6 separate regions of the Mus musculus genome follow, and regions 1, 2, 3, 4 and 5 are each linked to region 6. A link is a contact called in public Hi-C, HiChIP or PLAC-seq and promoter capture Hi-C data. All regions are on one chromosome and are shown on one strand. Each heading gives the region's core, a stretch centred on a gene start, on an enhancer-like site or on the middle of the called end of the contact. The rest is flanking DNA. Distances are from core to core; before and after follow the strand shown.

What was found. Promoter capture Hi-C pulls out the DNA fragments that hold promoters and counts their contacts. A called contact is a pair of places that touch in the nucleus more often than the background predicts. HiChIP or PLAC-seq counts read pairs in DNA pulled down with a chosen protein or histone mark.
Region 1: a Hi-C map of B cells shows a contact between it and region 6, with 5 read pairs. The contact joins the promoter of Gcn1 here to the promoter of Selplg in region 6. A contact is called at or near these places in 1 of 39 promoter capture datasets (pre-B cells) and 1 of 484 Hi-C or Micro-C datasets (B cells).
Region 2: an H3K27ac HiChIP or PLAC-seq map of bone marrow-derived dendritic cells shows a contact between it and region 6, with 4 times the contacts expected there. The contact joins the promoter of Oasl1 here to the promoter of Selplg in region 6. A contact is called at or near these places in 1 of 39 promoter capture datasets (liver) and 1 of 115 datasets of contacts at active chromatin or transcription factors (bone marrow-derived dendritic cells).
Region 3: a contact with region 6 is called in a Hi-C map of the G1E-ER4 cell line, with 2.6 times the contacts expected there. The contact joins the promoter of Srrd here to the promoter of Selplg in region 6. A contact is called at or near these places in 4 of 39 promoter capture datasets (the 3T3-L1 cell line, 3T3-L1-derived adipocytes and liver), 3 of 484 Hi-C or Micro-C datasets (B cells and the G1E-ER4 cell line) and 1 of 115 datasets of contacts at active chromatin or transcription factors (large pre-B cells).
Region 4: a contact with region 6 is called in a promoter capture Hi-C map of pre-B cells, with 2.3 times the contacts expected there. The contact joins the promoter of Srsf9 here to the promoter of Selplg in region 6. A contact is called at or near these places in 1 of 39 promoter capture datasets (pre-B cells) and 1 of 9 other capture datasets (pancreatic islet).
Region 5: a contact with region 6 is called in a promoter capture Hi-C map of pre-B cells, with 2.9 times the contacts expected there. The contact joins the promoter of Pxn here to the promoter of Selplg in region 6.

What each region holds. Positions count from the first base shown.
Region 1 is chr5:115,563,940-115,566,639 of GRCm38.p6, forward strand. It overlaps Gcn1 (GCN1 activator of EIF2AK4), which reads left to right and starts at 1,324. Exons shown (of 58, transcript NM_172719.2): 1 at 1,324-1,367. The coding sequence starts at 1,350.
Region 2 is chr5:114,921,840-114,924,539 of GRCm38.p6, forward strand. Oasl1 (2'-5' oligoadenylate synthetase-like 1) reads left to right here and starts at 1,401. Exons shown (of 6, transcript NM_001359945.1): 1 at 1,401-1,770. The coding sequence starts at 1,573. Gm13822 (predicted gene 13822) reads right to left here and starts at 422. Exons shown (of 2, transcript NR_166682.1): 1 at 212-422.
Region 3 is chr5:112,341,592-112,344,291 of GRCm38.p6, forward strand. It overlaps Srrd (SRR1 domain containing), which reads right to left and starts at 1,449. Exons shown (of 7, transcript NM_001359388.1): 1 at 1,284-1,449. The coding sequence starts at 1,432. It overlaps Hps4 (HPS4, biogenesis of lysosomal organelles complex 3 subunit 2), which reads left to right and starts at 1,504. Exons shown (of 14, transcript NM_001359853.1): 1 at 1,504-1,572; 2 at 2,453-2,700.
Region 4 is chr5:115,325,846-115,328,545 of GRCm38.p6, forward strand. Srsf9 (serine and arginine-rich splicing factor 9) reads left to right here and starts at 1,332. Exons shown (of 4, transcript NM_025573.3): 1 at 1,332-1,654. The coding sequence starts at 1,464.
Region 5 is chr5:115,505,230-115,507,929 of GRCm38.p6, forward strand. It overlaps Pxn (paxillin), which reads left to right and starts at 1,447. Exons shown (of 12, transcript NM_133915.3): 1 at 1,447-1,639. The coding sequence starts at 1,627.
Region 6 is chr5:113,829,161-113,831,860 of GRCm38.p6, forward strand. It overlaps Selplg (selectin, platelet (p-selectin) ligand), which reads right to left and starts at 1,341. Exons shown (of 2, transcript NM_009151.3): 1 at 1,189-1,341.

The sequences.
Region 1 (2,700 bases), core at 74-2,573, 1.7 Mb after region 6:
ATGCAGGTCCAGAGCCCTGTTGCTTAAGGCTGAGGCAGGGGTAGAAGGCTGGGTTTGAGCTAGGCGTGGTTTAAGGACTGAAGTCTGAGAGGGCCTGAGATGGTGATACTGAGCTATGGCAAGGAGTATCCAGGTGAGTGGTGATTGAACTCGGGCCTGATTGTGCCTTTTGAGATGAGGATTGGTGTAGAAGTTGATCTGCCTCAGCCTTCTGCCTGCAGTAATTGAGTCACTGCTGTGTGTTTAGTAATGAAGTTATACTTGTGTTTGTGTAGTTTAGATGTGTAGTTGAGTTTCCACGTGCTGGCTAAAGTTTTTTCTTGGTAGATTAAGTCTTGAATACAGGGGCAGTTAATAACTAGCCACTAAGGTGTGCATGTAGGGTTGCTTTGATGTACTAATCGGGGGTGCAAACTAGAATAACTTGCTATGTAAAAAGCTGCTGCAAGAGCTAAAATACTGCCTGTGCATCACAGGTAACTAGACAAAAAGTTACCCTAGAATTGCAACCTCTAACCCGATAGTAGTTTGATGTTGGTTCATATAGGCATTCAGTAAGTGTTAAGTCTGAAAAGCTGAGGATTTAAAAAATGGGCTCTAACAAGTAGGTGAATACTGTATCAAATGCAATGCCCTATTGCTATCATTAACCTTGTGACGTCACTATACATCTATGTGTGTGTATATATATATTTTTTTTTCTTCTCCCTCCCTCACCCCCCAGGGTTTCTCTGTGTAGCCCTGGCTGTCCTGGAACTCACTTTAGACCAGGCTGGCCTTAAATCCGCCTACCTCTGCCTTCCGAGTGCTGGGATTAAAGGCGTGCGACACCACGCCCGGCCCCCCATCTGTATAGTTGCCACTGCTGAGGGCCAAGAAGCCTGGAGACCGCATTCTCCAAGCACACTCTTGAGTTATAGTAAAAATTCAATAATTGTCCTAAGACATCGAACTCTTCCTCAACCCTGTCCCTAGCTGTCTGCAGTTGAGGCTCCCAGCAGGTCACGCAATTCCCGGGTCATCCCTGCATCCCTCCCGCGTACCTCACCATCACCTGTTCTAACCTCCAAGCCTCTTGGGCCTGAGACTAGTCTTTGGGTTCATTCCTGGGGCCTAGGAAACAGCACGATGGGGGGTGTCGGTGCTGGACCCGGGATCCCCCCAAGGATGCCAGAGCTGCAGGGCGCTGTCCGGGGGAGGCCGAATCGAGGAGATCCCGCGCCCAGGGGCTGCAGAGCACGACCTGCGGCCGCCCTCCCGCCCGGGGGCGCCAGGCCTCGCCTTGCCGCGTGGGCCCTGCTGTGACCCGGAAGCGCTCCGGAAGCGGTTCCGGACTGGGCGCCGGCAGGATGGCGGCGGACACGCAGGTGAGGCGGGCGGCTGCGGCGGCCAACGCGGCGGGCGGCGGGGACCGGACCCGGAGCGCGGGCAGTGGGGCGGCGGGATTGCCCGGGCGGAGGCTGCGGCGCCCACGGCCGCGGAGGGCGCAGACGGAAGCGGCGGCGCGGGGGAAGGGGGCGGCGGCTGCTCGCGGCTCGAGGCTCCGGCCGGCCTGGGCGAGCAGAGCGACCCTGGACTCGAGCATCTTGCCATCCGCTTGGCTTCGGGGTAGCGGGTGCCGTGCTGGGGCTGTGCGGGTCCCGGCGGTGGCAGAGCTTACACTCGGCGTCGGCTACGGTTCTCCGGAGCCCGCGGGGCGATGCAGAGGCCCCCCGACTCTGTGCCCACACTCGGAGCGTAGCCTTTTTATGTCCATACGGGTTCGGAGTTGAGCCTCCGCTCGTTGGTTTCGTCAAGGCGTTGGATCAATGACATCACCCCTCAGGGTCTCGGTCCTTTTAACATTTGGTGGTGGTGATAATACCGATATCCTATGTTATTTTATGGGAAGATGTATTGAGACAAAATAGTAGGGTCCCATGTGGGTTTGCTGGGTGTTAACTGGGTCCTGGGTGAGATCTCAAAATGTCTTCACCTGCGAAGAGTCGTGACACCGTTGTGCGTTCACACCTGTGGGTACCTTGCAGTTCAGGGAGGCGTTGAGGCTACCCCCTTCTCCATCTCAGCCTCTTTTGTAGCCTCGTGGAAGGATGAAATAATAAATAAGAAACATAATTTTTTTTTCTCTCCATGTCTCCATCCCACCCTCCCTTTTCAAAAATGTAGATCAAGGCCAGGTAGTGGTGGCGCGGTGGTGGCACGTCTCTAATCCCAGCACTTGGAAGGCAGAGGCAGGTGGATCTCTGAGTGCCAGTCCAGCCTGGTCTACAGAGGGAGTTCCAGGCAGACATGGGTACACACACACACACAAAACCCCTGTCTTGAGAAACAAACAAATTAAAAATATATATATATAGTGAGTTGGCTTTGAACTTGTAGCCATCTTGCCTGTGGCTTCTTAATGGGTGGGTGGGGGGCTTACCCTGCCTGGCAGGAACGTATTTAAAAAACAGTTTGAGTCTCTGGGGTGAGATTAATTGATTTTTATGTTTGATCCTCAAGGCCCGCCAAAGAGGAGCCATTTAACCTGATCATTAAAAAGATGCTTTGCAAGGGTCTTCAGTAAAAGGGTTTGGTAATTTGTTTAGACAGAGCTGCGTCTTAGTGAATCCTAAGAAGGGAAGTTACTTAATGTTTCTGAATATTTAAGAATCTTCTCCCTAGAGTTGTGTTATTTAGTAGTAGGTTACCTAACTGTGC
Region 2 (2,700 bases), core at 151-2,650, 1.1 Mb after region 6:
TAGGGCTGGGATTAAAGGCCTGTGCCACCACAGCCCGCTCACTGCTGCATCCTGCATGGACCGCCACACGGTGTCAGACCCATCTCCCTGCCTGTAGCATTGCTGCCGTCTATCTTTAGTACAGAAGGTGGCAGAGCGATCATGCTAGGTTCTAAGTTCTCTGCACGCCACGCTTCTGATTCACCCTGGGAAGGAGGCTGAACGGGCTCACCTGACATGTGACTTAGTGAGCCACTTCCTCTTTGTCAAACAGCATTATCACTTGGCTTCCAGAACGTTCTCCTTTCCTTCACCCTCCTGCTCTTCCTCGTTCTGCTTTGCTGAACTCTTTCAGCAACCCCAGCTCTGAATCTTTAACTACCTCAGAGCCCGGCTCCACCCACTTCTCTACACAGCCCCTGCTAGGTCTCATGTCTGTAACGATCTCTGTTAGAGGCACCTTCATTTGGGTTGTTTTGGCTTTGAAAACGTTTTATTGAGACTGTGTGTGTGGTGTTTGCGTGCTTAAATGCAAACACATTCAAGATGTTTTGTTTCCTGTTTCTATGAGATAAGAGTTTCTCTGTGTAGTCCTGGCTGTCCTGGAACTCACTCTGTAGACCAGGCTGGCCACAATCCAGGTCCTACAGTGTGTATTTCTCATATTTCACGTTTTTCACTGTTTCTCGCCATATTCCAGGTCCTACCGTGTGTTTCTCTTTTTGCACGTTTTTCAGTGTTTCTCGCCATATTTCATGTCCTACCATATGAGTTTCTCTTTTCCTCGTTTCACACCATATTGCCACGCCTAATGACCCAAGTATGGGTCCTAAAATCCACGTGCGGTGGAAGCAGACAACAGGCCCCTGCAGGTTTTACTCTGACCCCCACATTTGTGCCATGACATGCGTCCCCCTCCTAAAAAAAAACCCAAAATACATAAATATAATTTTCTCATATAAATATATGTAAATATAAAGTAAATAAAATATAAATAAAAATTTAAATCTTTTAAATGAAATATACTAACTTTTATATAAATATAATAATAATTCTTTGAAATAAAATAAAGAAAAAGCATCTGACAACCTCAAAGTGTCCTTCTGATTCCAGATTCCTCATTCCTTACCACAGCCATGACTAGGCTCTTTCTCTTTCCAAACCTCAGTTTCCCTATGACGGGTCGGGGCAGTTGGCCTAAGTCATCCAGACAAGGTGTCTCTGGAAGGTCAGACTCAAGCCAATTTCAGTTTACAAACGTCACAAAAGAGAAACTACAAATGTTGAGAATCGAAACTTAACAGCACAAAAGTTGGCCCCATGCCAACCCTGTTAAGGCGGTCCAGACCGGCCAACCCCAGCCTCTGGTCCCTCGGCACACCTACCATGACAATAAATCTCCAAGGAGGGGACCCCCCCATAGAGCCATGCTCCCAAGCTTCTCTCTTCACCCCCCTTTCCGCCATTGGGTGCCAGAGGTCAGCTGGAAAGGAGCCGCCTTAAAAAAGGAGGAGGTGAGTACCGGCAGCTGGATGGGTGCTTGGCTATATAGCCCTGCGCCTGCCTGAGGTAGCTGACGGTCAGTTTGTAGCCATGGCAGTCGCCCAGGAGCTGTACGGCTTCCCGGCCTCCAAGCTGGACTCCTTTGTGGCTCAGTGGCTGCAGCCAACCAGAGAGTGGAAAGAAGAGGTCCTGGAGACCGTGCAGACAGTGGAGCAGTTCCTGAGGCAGGAGAATTTCCGTGAAGATCGTGGCCCGGCTCGGGATGTGCGCGTGCTCAAGGTACTCAAGGTAAGACTGGACTTCACCATTCCCAGCCAGGACAGGGCAAACCCCAGTGCCAGGGAGTCCCCTCGCCTCGTGATCCCTAGTTCACGCTTCTGACATCTCGAGACAGCCCCGCGAGCCTTGAGCAGAATGAACTACTAAAGAAGATAATAAAAGACCACCTCTGGAGAAAATGGTAGGGAAAGCCTGCATATTCTATCATTAAAACTTATACTCTGAGAGATAGATACCATTCTTGTCCCATTTTACAGATGAGCCTAACAAAGGCTCCACAATGTCAGAGCTACAGTGACCACATGCAATGCAAGGCCTCTAGTTGGATCCTGACATGTAATTTGTAAATAACAATTTTTGAGAGCCTGACTTGGGGGCCCATTCTTGCAACCCCAGCATGTGGGAGGTAGAGAAGCAAGAGGATGGTTGGTTCACAGCCTAGGTTACATATCACAGAACAACACACACACACACACACACATACACACACACACACACACACACACACCACAGACAGACAGAGACACAGAGAGAGTGTGAGTTTGGGGATGAGTGGTAAATGTTTAATATGACCTGCATTTTGGTAAGAAAACTGCCGTTTGTCAAGTTAAATCGCACCTACTGGGGTGGGGAACTCTCTTTAGGGGGACACATGCTATGCTGTATTGGGGCAAAGCTCCTTGCTGTCCGCTACTCACTTTAAAGTGATTGAGATGACACAAATGCGGGATCTGTGGATGTGGCTCAAGGCTAGAGTGAAAGCCTAGCATGTACAAAAGAAAGACAGTCACCGATGTGGCAAGTTTAGATGTGCTGGCTGCCTGGATGGTATCTTCTTCCTAATTTTTTCCACGTTTTAATATTTTGATAACTGAAAGACTCTTAAAATGGAGGCTGAGAGTAGCCATTGGGCTTGTTCAGAGATGTAACTGCTGACGT
Region 3 (2,700 bases), core at 199-2,698, 1.5 Mb before region 6:
GTATGCCAGAGGCAATGTTTAGGGACAAAGAGGAGAGAAACTGCCCCCAGGCGACCTACATTCTTCTAAGGAAAGAAGTGCCCGATAAATCAAAGTACTCTGTAATATTCTAAGTAGCCCTGAATCAGATTCTCTATGCTCAGGAGTGATAACCACACCCCTGGAAGGATGCTGGGAGAAGCAGGGCATTCTGGGAGATTCTGAAGCAGCTGAGGAAACAATGACTATCTGGTGTGCGCCTTGAAGAGTTCAGGTCCTAGACACCTATGTCTCACTAATCTCGAGACTTTAAGGCACTGCTTGCTTCTATCTGTCCTCTCAGCTGCACCGCCAGTAATTTATGTTCAGAGGTAACTTCTGGGTCACCAATGCTTTTTAAGTGTAACTTGCCCCCCTCATCACAGCCCTTCTGACCCATACAAAATGCTACCAACATTTCTAACTTAGCCCTGTAAGACCAAAACTAGAAAAGGCAAGAACACGGTGTAGCCTGTGTATGGTGGGCACCGTCTATGTGCCCTGTAAGAAGGTACAGACCAAGTGCTGGGGAGATGGATGTAACATAATAGAGTACATGATAATGATTAGGTGGAAGCATGGGGTTTGAAGTCACCAAGGCCTGGGCCTGAAACAATGATCTTTGTATGTCTCTCGGAGTGCCCAGGATTCCAGTGAGCCTGTGAAATACATAGGCTGCAAAAGTCTGCGCACACAGCTGCTGCTCAGTAAACCATTGATGCAAATGTTGACATCTGTGTTTGCTGCAACCTCGATTTACAATACGGATAATAACCAATGTGGTGTGTGGCCCACAGCAAAGACGGGATATCCTCCAATTCAGGGCTGCTGGGCTAGCCTAAGCTATAGTACAAGATCCCGCCTCCAAATCCAGAGCTGATGATTTATAGGGTAAAGGTTCTTGCCACCAAGCCTCACATTTGAGTTTGATTGTCCTAACCTATGCAGTGAAAGCAGAGGTCTTCTGAGCACCTTCTGACACCCTCCTCCCCCACCTCGAGCTTGGGTGCCAGGGAGTGCTCTACAGTCACATCACACAATCCTCTGAGCATCCCTACGTAATGCTTAAACCCCCATCTCAAAGGTGGCAGACAGGGACACAGGATGATAAACTGCCGCAGCCGCAGCGAATGGGAATGGCAGCTTTACTGAGAGCTTGCTACAGTGACACCGGAGGGAGAACTCAGCCTTTCCCAGCGGGTTGGCACACCCATTTCCAGGTTAGGGACACTGAGGCTGGAGTTGCCTCTCGGCGCTGCACTCACTCGGCCTCCCGCAGGCGGCGTAGCACCGCTTCGCCGTCCGCCTCCGGCTCGGCCCGGGGCCCCTCGCCCGGCCGCGGTCGCCTTCCCGCCGCGCGCTTCCTCCTCCGCGGAGCCACCGCGCTCCAGGGCTCGAGAGCCGCCGCCGCCATGCTCTGACGTCAGCAGAGTGCGCCAGAGCGGCCGCCGTGCCGCCGACGTCACAGGCTGCGTCACACCTCACGTCATCGCCAAGCCCCCACCGGCGGGAGGTGGGTCCGCGCGTGATCGCGGGGCTGCCGGGCGGGCGCAGGTATCGGGGGTTTTCCCGCGGGCGGCCAGACAGAGCCCGGGGTCCCGGTGGGCGGGCGGGCGGGCGAGCCTGATCCACGCGATCGGGCCGCAGGGTTCGGGGCTCCTGACCAGCGAGGGACTTCCCTCCGTCCCCGCGCGCACCCGCACTGTCCCCCTGCCTGTACTCTTAGGGTGTCATGGCCTCTTTAGGTCCCTTACACAATCACTGACCTCATCGGGACCTTTGAGAACTCGCTGTTAGGTCCTCCGAGCAGGCCTCAGGGAATGGGAGGGGTGGTTCCAGGAACAGAGATGCCCTGCACAGTGTGCTCGCCCTGTGTTTGCTGCAGAACGAGGTGTGTGTAGTTGAGGTGACTGATATTTAAGAGGCCTTTTCGGGTTCGTGGGGGATGCCCCTCGGGCACTTCCTTCTTCCTAAGAGAGTTTACTCGCTTTTAAGAGAGGGTCCTGCTTTGTAGCCATAGCTTGCCTGGAACTCAGCAATCTGCCTGTCTATTTCCAGTGCGCTGGGATAAAAGGCCTAAACTACCATGCCTGGCTCCCTCCCTAAGAGACTTCAACGTACTATTTCCACAGGTGGCAGATTGTGGCCAGCTTTAGAGATCCTGTCCTTGAAGGAATTAACCAGAAAAGTGGGATTAAGACTATAGTCTTAATGAAGCCAGGTGGTGGTGGCGCACACTTTTAACCCCAGCACTTGGGAGGCAGAGACAGCCTGAGTCTACAGAGTGAGTTCCAGGACAGCCAGGGCTATACAGAGAAACCCTGTCTCGAAAAAACAAACAAACAAATAAACAAAACAAAACAAAGACTATAGATGAAAATGACGGAAGGCTTGTCAAGGAAAAGGATTAAATTATTTTTGTGTTTCCTCCCAGTGTTATCCACACAGTGAAATAAGACTGTCAGAAAATTTCAGCCTCGTGGATAGTAATTTTAATGCCTGTACCACCTGTTTCTGGACAGTTCTCTTGGAGGAGCGAAGAATCAGAGTGAGGCCAAGACTCTTTTCTGGCAGAGTATTCCATGATACACTGAGTTGTCTTCCCCTCTGTCAAAGTTCTCTCTTGCACTCTGAAGGGCTGCGCACATTCTGATTAGGCTCCTGAGTGCCAGTTCCTTAATT
Region 4 (2,700 bases), core at 82-2,581, 1.5 Mb after region 6:
ATTGAACTCAGGTCCTTTGGAAGAGCAGTCAAGGCTCTTAATCACTGGCACCATCTCTCCAGCCCCTGGACATATTGTTTTATGGTGTAGCCTTAGGCTGGGATCCAAAAATCTTACAGAGAACAAATGAAACAACAACCGAGCTGCCTAGGGTTACAGCTCTCTATCATCTTGCTATCTTTGCCTTATATCCCTCCAGGCATCTAGGTTTGAATAGTTTTTCAGGGTAGGATCTCAGTAAGTTGTTGTCAAGGCTAGCCTAGAATTTTAAAGTCTCTCACCTTAGCCTCAGGAGAGTGAGATTTACTGGCATGCATTCCCACTCACTGTTTTGTTTGGTGAGGTTGTTCTATAGTTTAGAATGCACAAATAGGCAAACTCTACAGTGATGCTTGTGGTGATATGAAATAATACATGCGTATCCTCCACAGATTCTCTTTTCTCTCTCTTTCTTGGAGACAGGGTAGCTGTGAAGTTTCAAACCCGGGATGATCCGCTGAGGTGCCTATATAAGATACCAAAGCAGACCTGGTCTCCAGCTTCTGGCATCCTCCAGTCCTTATCTGTTACAGGGTTTGGCTGACATACCCCGCCCTCCAGGCCAGGGGCTAGGCTGCCCTTCCCCTAGAGGCTCTTCCCTATATAATCCAGACATCTTGACTACCTTCCTCTTTTTACACCTTTTGACCTTCTGACTGCAGGATCTGTTTCCCCTCTCCTTCCCGCCTCTCCTCACAGGGCCCAGTTCTGCCTGGTCTCGTCCCCTTCTGGACTCTCCTAGATGGCCTCCCTCTGAGTATAGTATGCTCTCCCACATACCTACAATAAACCTTCTTCTCCACTATACCTTTTATTTCTCTATGTAAACCAGGCTGGCCTTGAACTCATGGAGATAGTTGCTCCTGCCTCTGTCCGGGTTCGGAGTGTTGGAACGAAAGGTTTGCGCATCCACTCTCCATTCTCCAGAAACTCGGACAACCAAGCTTTGGCGACCATCTCAGGCTTACACCTCGGGTCTAAGGGACGACTACAGACCTGAGACCGAGGGCCAGGATAGCCCAGCGCTGGGCAGTCTGAGGGCTTCTGTGGGGTCCGCGTCCTTCTCCTCAGAAGGACAGCCCCAAGCTTAGTGACCTACCAGCTTAGGAGGCGCTCGGGTCCCACCTCCGGGAACCTTCCGCTCGCATCTCTAGGGAGAGACCCCGCCCTCTGCGCAAGCGCACCTCGCGGCGGCGGCTACCCCTTTAAGATCGCTTTAAAAATCCTCCGACCGCCGCCCCCTCCCGCCCCCGCTTCCTCACGGCTTCCGCGCCGCGTTCCCACAATGCAGTGCGGCTGAGCGCCTCGGGAGCCCGCGGGGGAGGCTGCGGCGGGGGGCCCCGGGCTGAGGAGGCGGCGTCGGCGGCGGAGGCGGCTGCGACGGGACGTGGGCTGCGGCGGGCCCGCGGCGTCGGCCGGTGCGGATGTCGTCGGGCTGGGCGGACGAGCGCGGCGGCGAGGGCGACGGGCGCATCTACGTGGGCAACCTTCCGTCCGACGTGCGCGAGAAGGACCTCGAGGACTTGTTCTACAAGTACGGCCGCATCCGCGAGATCGAGCTCAAGAACCGGCACGGCCTCGTGCCCTTCGCCTTCGTGCGCTTCGAGGACCCGCGGTGAGGATTCCGCCGGCGGCTCGCCCCATCTCCGCCGGGCCCGGCCTCCCCTCCCCTCCCCCAGCGCCTTCCCCTCCCCCTCCCCGCCGTGCTGACCCCTCGCGGCGCCCCCCCCCCACCCCCGGCTGGAGGCGGCTTTGCCTGGTGTCACTTCCTTCAATCGGAAGGCTCCAGCCCGCCCGACTTGCCCCCGAGGAGGGTAAAAACCAGCGCGCTCTGCCCAGCCCTCGAGTTTGGGAAAAGCACCCTAACGGGAAGCACCCCGAAATGAGGGAAGCGCGGGGCTCGGGTCCCCCGAACCGACCCTGCAGAGGACTCGGCCGAAGGCGACAGTCGCCCATCCCGCCCCCTCCTCCCGAGTCCGGGTTCGGGTCTGTGGGTGGGGGTGGCCCTCGCCGTTACCGGGGAACAGACGGCGTTGGCGGGGACCACAGGTTGCCTTGGGCGGCTGAAAAGCGGGGTGTCTGGAGCCAGCCCTCACTTGGGCGCCCCACCGAGCCTAGTTCTAGTAAAGGGGGATCAGATTAAACAGCGGGAGAGAGAGACGGGTGGGGGGTTAGCATCTCTGATTTCATTCCCCTCTAATGAGGGAAGTTAATTCCCCGCCAGAAGCCAGAAGTTAATTGTAGCAGGGATGTGGAAAAGCTAGGCTCCCCCAAAACCCGCGCCGAAGGATCTTTGATTTTTTTTTTAATTATTATTTTTATTTTTTTTGTGTGTGTGTGCAAATGTCGTGAGCCCTGGGTCAGGAAGAGGCCGGAAAGTATGCTTTAGTTTAGAGATCTCTGCGCCGTTGGCGGTCGTCCCCTTGGGAGGGTCAGTAAGGACCTGTTCCCTGTCTTCTCAGCCTCGTTGGGAGGAGAGCTTCATCTCTGCCTGCCGACCCGGTGTCTCGCCGGCCTGGGTTGGAGATTACGGATTCACAGTAGAAGTACTCCGGACTTCGATGGTTGAAGACTAACCCAGCTTATCCCCTAAGTGTCTTGCAGTTTGCCTCAAAAAATAGACTGAAGCTTTTTTTTTTTTTTTTAAATACAAATGAACGT
Region 5 (2,700 bases), core at 197-2,696, 1.7 Mb after region 6:
TGTATGTTTTGAGACAGGGTCTTATGTAGCCCTGGCTGGCTTTGAACTGAACTGACTGTGTGGTGTTAAGGACAACTTTGAACTCCTGATAAACTTGCCTCTGCCTACTAAATTCTGGGATTATAGTCTTGTGCCACCACACTCAGTTTGTGTGTGTGTGTGTGTGTGTATTTATTTTTAAAAGTTTTCAAAAAATTTAAAATTTGAGACAGGTCTTCCTATAAATTGCCCAGTTTAGTCCTTACTCTTTCTCTAGTCCAGTGTAATCTTGAATTTGAAGACCTGCCTGCATCTCCCAACTAGCTGAGATTATAGTCCTGAGCTACTACACCAGGCTTTTATCATCCAGTTTCTGAGTCCCCTGGGCAAATCTGCCAGGATCCGGGAATGAAGTTTTGGTAGTTTTTGCTTTGCTGTAATGTGGGGTAAATCTACCTTGTGCAGAATTTTGGCAGTCTCTAGGAAGGGGGAAGCAGGGAAAGGGGTAAAATGAAAGGTTTCATAAGCTCTAAAGTACTGGATCTGGGGCCAGAGTTGGTCGCAGCCACTGCTGATGTTACCAGTCAGGACAAAGGTCTCAGGTTCCAGCCTGGCTGGAGGTACAAAGAGACCCTGTTTCTCCGGGCAGTGGTGGTGCATGCCTTTAATCCCAGCACTCAGGAGGCAGAGGCAGGCGGATTTCTGAGGCCAGCCTGGTCTATAGAGTGAATTCCAGGACAGCCAGGGCTACACAGAGAAACCCTGTCTCGAAAAACCAAAGAGAGGGCTGGTGAGATGGCTCAGTGGGTAAGAGCACCCGACTGCTCTTCCGAAGGTCCAGAGTTCAAATCCCAGTAACCACATGGTGGCTCGCAACCATCTGTAACGAGATATGACGCCCTCTTCTGAAGACAGCTACAGTGTACTTACATGTAATAAATAAATAAATCTTTAAAAAAAAAAACCATGAATTGTTTCAACATTAATTCAAATGAATACTTTAAAAAAAAAAAAAAAGAAAAACCAAAGAGAGAGACAGAGAGAGAGAGAGAGACAGAGAGAGAGAGACCCTGAGAGAGAGAGACAGAGAGACAGAGAGAGAGAGAGAGACCCTGTTTCACAAAAACTACATCTGGGATATTATTCTGGGATGACTAGCACTGCCATCAGTCCAAAGGCTCCAGGCAAGCCGATTTAATCCTCCTGGGAGGTGACCTACAGGGACAGGTGGACAAATCCGACTCTCTTGAGTGACAAATCTGCCACCGACTCTCTTGAGTGACTAGTCTGCCAGAAGGTCGGGTCAGACTGAACGCAGAGGTTCATGGCCTATAGACGCCACCAGCCTGTCCAGCCGCCAGGGGGCGCCACGACCACGCCCAGCTTTCGCCCCCTGCGGGATTGGGCGTGCTGGGGGGGTGGGGGGTCGGAGGCGGGGCGTGGCCAGCGTGCACGCGGGGGCGGGGCTATCCTGTCGCGGGCGCGCGCGCCGGCGGCGGCGGCGGTGGTGGAGGAGGAGGCAGCGCGGCAGCGGGTTCCGTTCCGGGCCGAGGCTGGACGCGGAAAAGTTGCGGGGCGGCGAGGAGCAGCCCGGAGACGGGCAGCGAGGGCGACATCGAGCCGGGGACTGGCGTCTGAGGACCAGCCATGGACGACCTCGGTGAGTGCGGGAGACGGAGGGCGGAGCGGCCGGGGCCCGGCGGCCGCCGATCCCACCCTAGCGCCCGGCTGGGCTGCGGTGCCTACGGCCCGGGGCTGTGCTGGCCGCTCTTCGCTGCGGCGCCTGAGGACCTCGATCCCGTACTGGGTGTTCAGGGACCCACCTCTGGGAGAGGCGCCCCGCTCCCGGGGCAGACCTCCTTGGCTTGCAGGAGACCCTCACTTGGCTTCCCCACCCCCACCTCAGAGCGTCTGCCTATGGGACTCGGTCTCAGAGGCTGTTTCTTCTATGACCCCCCTCTGTTCCCTCCAGGCCACCTTCCACTTTGCACACTGCCCCCAGACCCCCCACCCCGTTTCAGGGATATAGCCCCTTTCGAGAGAGCCCACCCATTTCCTATCACAGCCCACAGAAAAGCTTGTGAGGACCACACCCCCATTCTAATGACAAGTGTCCCCGGGGGTACTGCATATACACCCCCCCCCAACCCCCACCACACACCGTTTCAAGTCTGGTCACCCTGTATTACAAGATCAAGTTTAAACTTAGAAAGGCAAGTTTGGGGGGGTGGTGGCTTATGACTCCCGCCTCTCACCCACCGTTCCCAGACCCTGGTGACATGCCAGAGGAATGAGAAGGGGAATGGGCCGCAGGCTACGGCCATCTCTGAACGTGTCCTGGCTGGCAAGGTCCCCCACCCCCAGCATCAGAGCTGCTGGAAACCCCACAGGTAAAGAGGACAGGACACCCAGAACAGAGTTTTAACTGTCCTCGTGTTATTGGAGCCCAGAGGCCATTCTTTTCAGCCCACACTTGGTCTGCTGTTAGGACAGAGGAAAGGAAAGACTCTCCTGGAAGTGGATTTTAAACCCAAGGGGGTTGATTCAAGGCTTCTAGGAATGCCCAGTGAATCCCAGCGTGAAGGAGCCCCTGTCTTCCCCTCCCCGGAGGGCCCCTCAGCTGAGGAGGTGTGTGTGGGATAAAGTCCCTTCTCTGTAGGAGCCTTGTCTTCACTCTCTGGACTGTGGGTGGCTTGTATGACCGCTGGTGCCATCCGTGTC
Region 6 (2,700 bases), core at 91-2,590:
GGTGGATTTCTGAGTTTGAGGCTAGCCTGGTCTACATAGTGAGTTCCAGGACAGCCAGGGCTACACAGAAATCCCGTCTCGAAAAAAATTAATAATAATAATAAAATAATAGCAATGATAATGATAATACCAACTTAAAAAAACAATTTCCTATGAACAAGTACTGTTTTCTCAATCTGATTTAATTAAGAAAAAAAAAAAGGCAGGGCTGGTGAGATGACTCAGCGGTTAAGATTGCCGACTGCTCTTCCAAAGGTCCTGAGTTCAAATCCCAGCAACCACATGGTGGCTCACAACCATCTGTAACAAAATCTGATGTGCTCTTCTGGAGTGTCTGAAGACAGCTACAGTGTACTTACATATAATAAATAAATAAATAAATAAATAAATAAATAAATAAGAAAAAAGGGATTAAAGTGGAGGCTGGATGGCTCTGAGGGTCAAAGTGCTTGCTGGGGAAGCCTGCTGACCTGAGTTCAGTTCCCAGAACCCACTGTGGGAGAGAACTGACTCCCCCAAGTTATTCTCTGACCTCCACACATACTGCATAACACTCATGTGCCTGCTCATGCGCACAAGTGCCCATGCCATATGCTCATATGCAAATAATAGTTAATAAATAATAATAAATGAAAATAAAAATTTAGATCCAAGAAGGCTGGTATGGTGGTGCATATAACCTATATAACCCTATATAACCCTAGCATGAGGCCAAGGCAAGAGGCTAGCCTGGGCTACATAGAGTTCCAGGCTAGCCTATGAACAAATGGAGACCATATCTGATTTGAGAGAGAGGGAGGGAGGGAGGGAGGGAGGGAAGAGGAGGAGAGAGAGAGAGTATCCCAAAGAATGTTTCATGCCTTAACAACCTTGAGACAAACTCCACGACTCGTCCAGACTCAGTCTCAGCTCTGGCCTTGAGCTTCCCACAGTTGAGAGGAAGGGTGGGATAGTTTCAGGGCAGAGGACCCGGGCTTCTCTGAGCCTCCACACAGAGACTGCAAGGCCAGCCTGGTAAACAGGCAGTAGCTGAGCATTTTCAGCTAAGGATGGAGAAGCCCAAGTCTCCTGGGAGACCTCGGCCCAGAACGTCAGCACCACTCACAAGGGCCCAGGCACCTTGCAAAGGCGGGCTCCTTGTCCCTTGGGCCCCCAGCCACTCCCCATGGTTTTTCGAATCAGACTTACCGTGCCCAACAGAGCATGGGGCAGCTGCCTCAGGGCCCAGAAGCAAACGACTCTGCCTCAGTGACAGGGCCCCAGTCCACACTGCCAGACACTTGTGGTCCCAATCTGCCCGCCAACCCCCAACGGCAGGGTGTGGAAGAAGGAAGCGAGAATGAGGTTACTCAGGCTGGTCACGTGACGCGCCCACACCCCCTTGTTTGTGACAGCTTTGGTGACAAGTCTGATTAAAGCTGGGTGGGCAGTGTGATGGCGGTTTGTTGGGACTGATAACAATCTTGAAAGTTCAAGGAAGGTATGGGGGGTGCTTACTGTGAGGGGACCTCTACATGAGACCTCAGAGAAGAGTCACAGCCTTGTTCTATGGGCAACTGGAGAGAGGCAACCAGAGAGAACCCCTGCCATGGAGGCAAAGGCCAGACAGAAGGGAGGGAGGGTCTCAATGGAGATGGAGAATGGGAGGCAGAGGGGCAGGAACTGCAAATCACCCACCTTTTTGGAGCTTATGCATAGAGTGTTTTTTGTGTGTGTGCATGCTGGTGTGTGCACACGTGTGTGCTTGTGTGCACATGTGTGTATGTATGTGTGTATGTGCATGCATTTGTACATGTGTATGCTCATGTGTGTATGTGCATGCATTTGTACATGTGCATGCTCATGTGTGCATGTGTGTATACATGTGTATATGCACATTTGTGTACGTGTGTGCATGCATGTACACGTGTGTTTGTACATGTGCTTGTGTGTGAGTCACATGCATTCTTGTGCATACTCCCCAACCTCTCCACGTCTCCACAGCTCAGCTTGGCCTCAGGATCCTCCTTTCTCTGGGGCTACGAGGCTTTTCCTCTCACAGGGTTCTACATAACTGGGTGTAGTGGCTCTCACTTTTAATCTTAGTGGTGGGGATGCCAAAGCAGGAAGAGTACTGTGGGTCTGAGGCTAGCCTGGGCTAAAGTTACTCGCCAGGCAGTGGTGGCTCGAACCTTTAATCCCAGCACTTGGGAGGCAGAGGCAGGCAGATTTCTAAGTTTGAGGCCAGCCTGATCTCAGAGTGAGTTCCAGGACAGCCAAGGCTACACAGAGAAACCCTGTCTCAAAAAACCAAAAAACCAAACCAAACCAAACCAACAAAAAAGTAAGACCCTGTCTTAACTGCTCCATGAAAAATCCAACAGTCAAGGACTCGCCAGACAGGGAGGGTCATTCCCCAATGGATTTCTCCCTTATCTGTTCCTTTGCCCAACAGATTTCCTTTGCCTGTATCTCAGGTTGATCAGCAGCCTTGGTCTCATACAATCCCCCTTGTCCATGGGATGGTGAGGCCAGCCAGTAAACAGGCTGGTAGACCATGACCACATACCCTCCAGTAAAAGCGACACTCCAGGGTGAGCTACGGGGTCAGGCAGGAGATGAGGTGAGATAGATGAGGTAAAGACTGGAGGTCAAGCATGCACAGTGTGGATCTGGAAGTGGACAAAGGGATTAGCCTCCAGGGTCTGCCCTGCAGTTTTG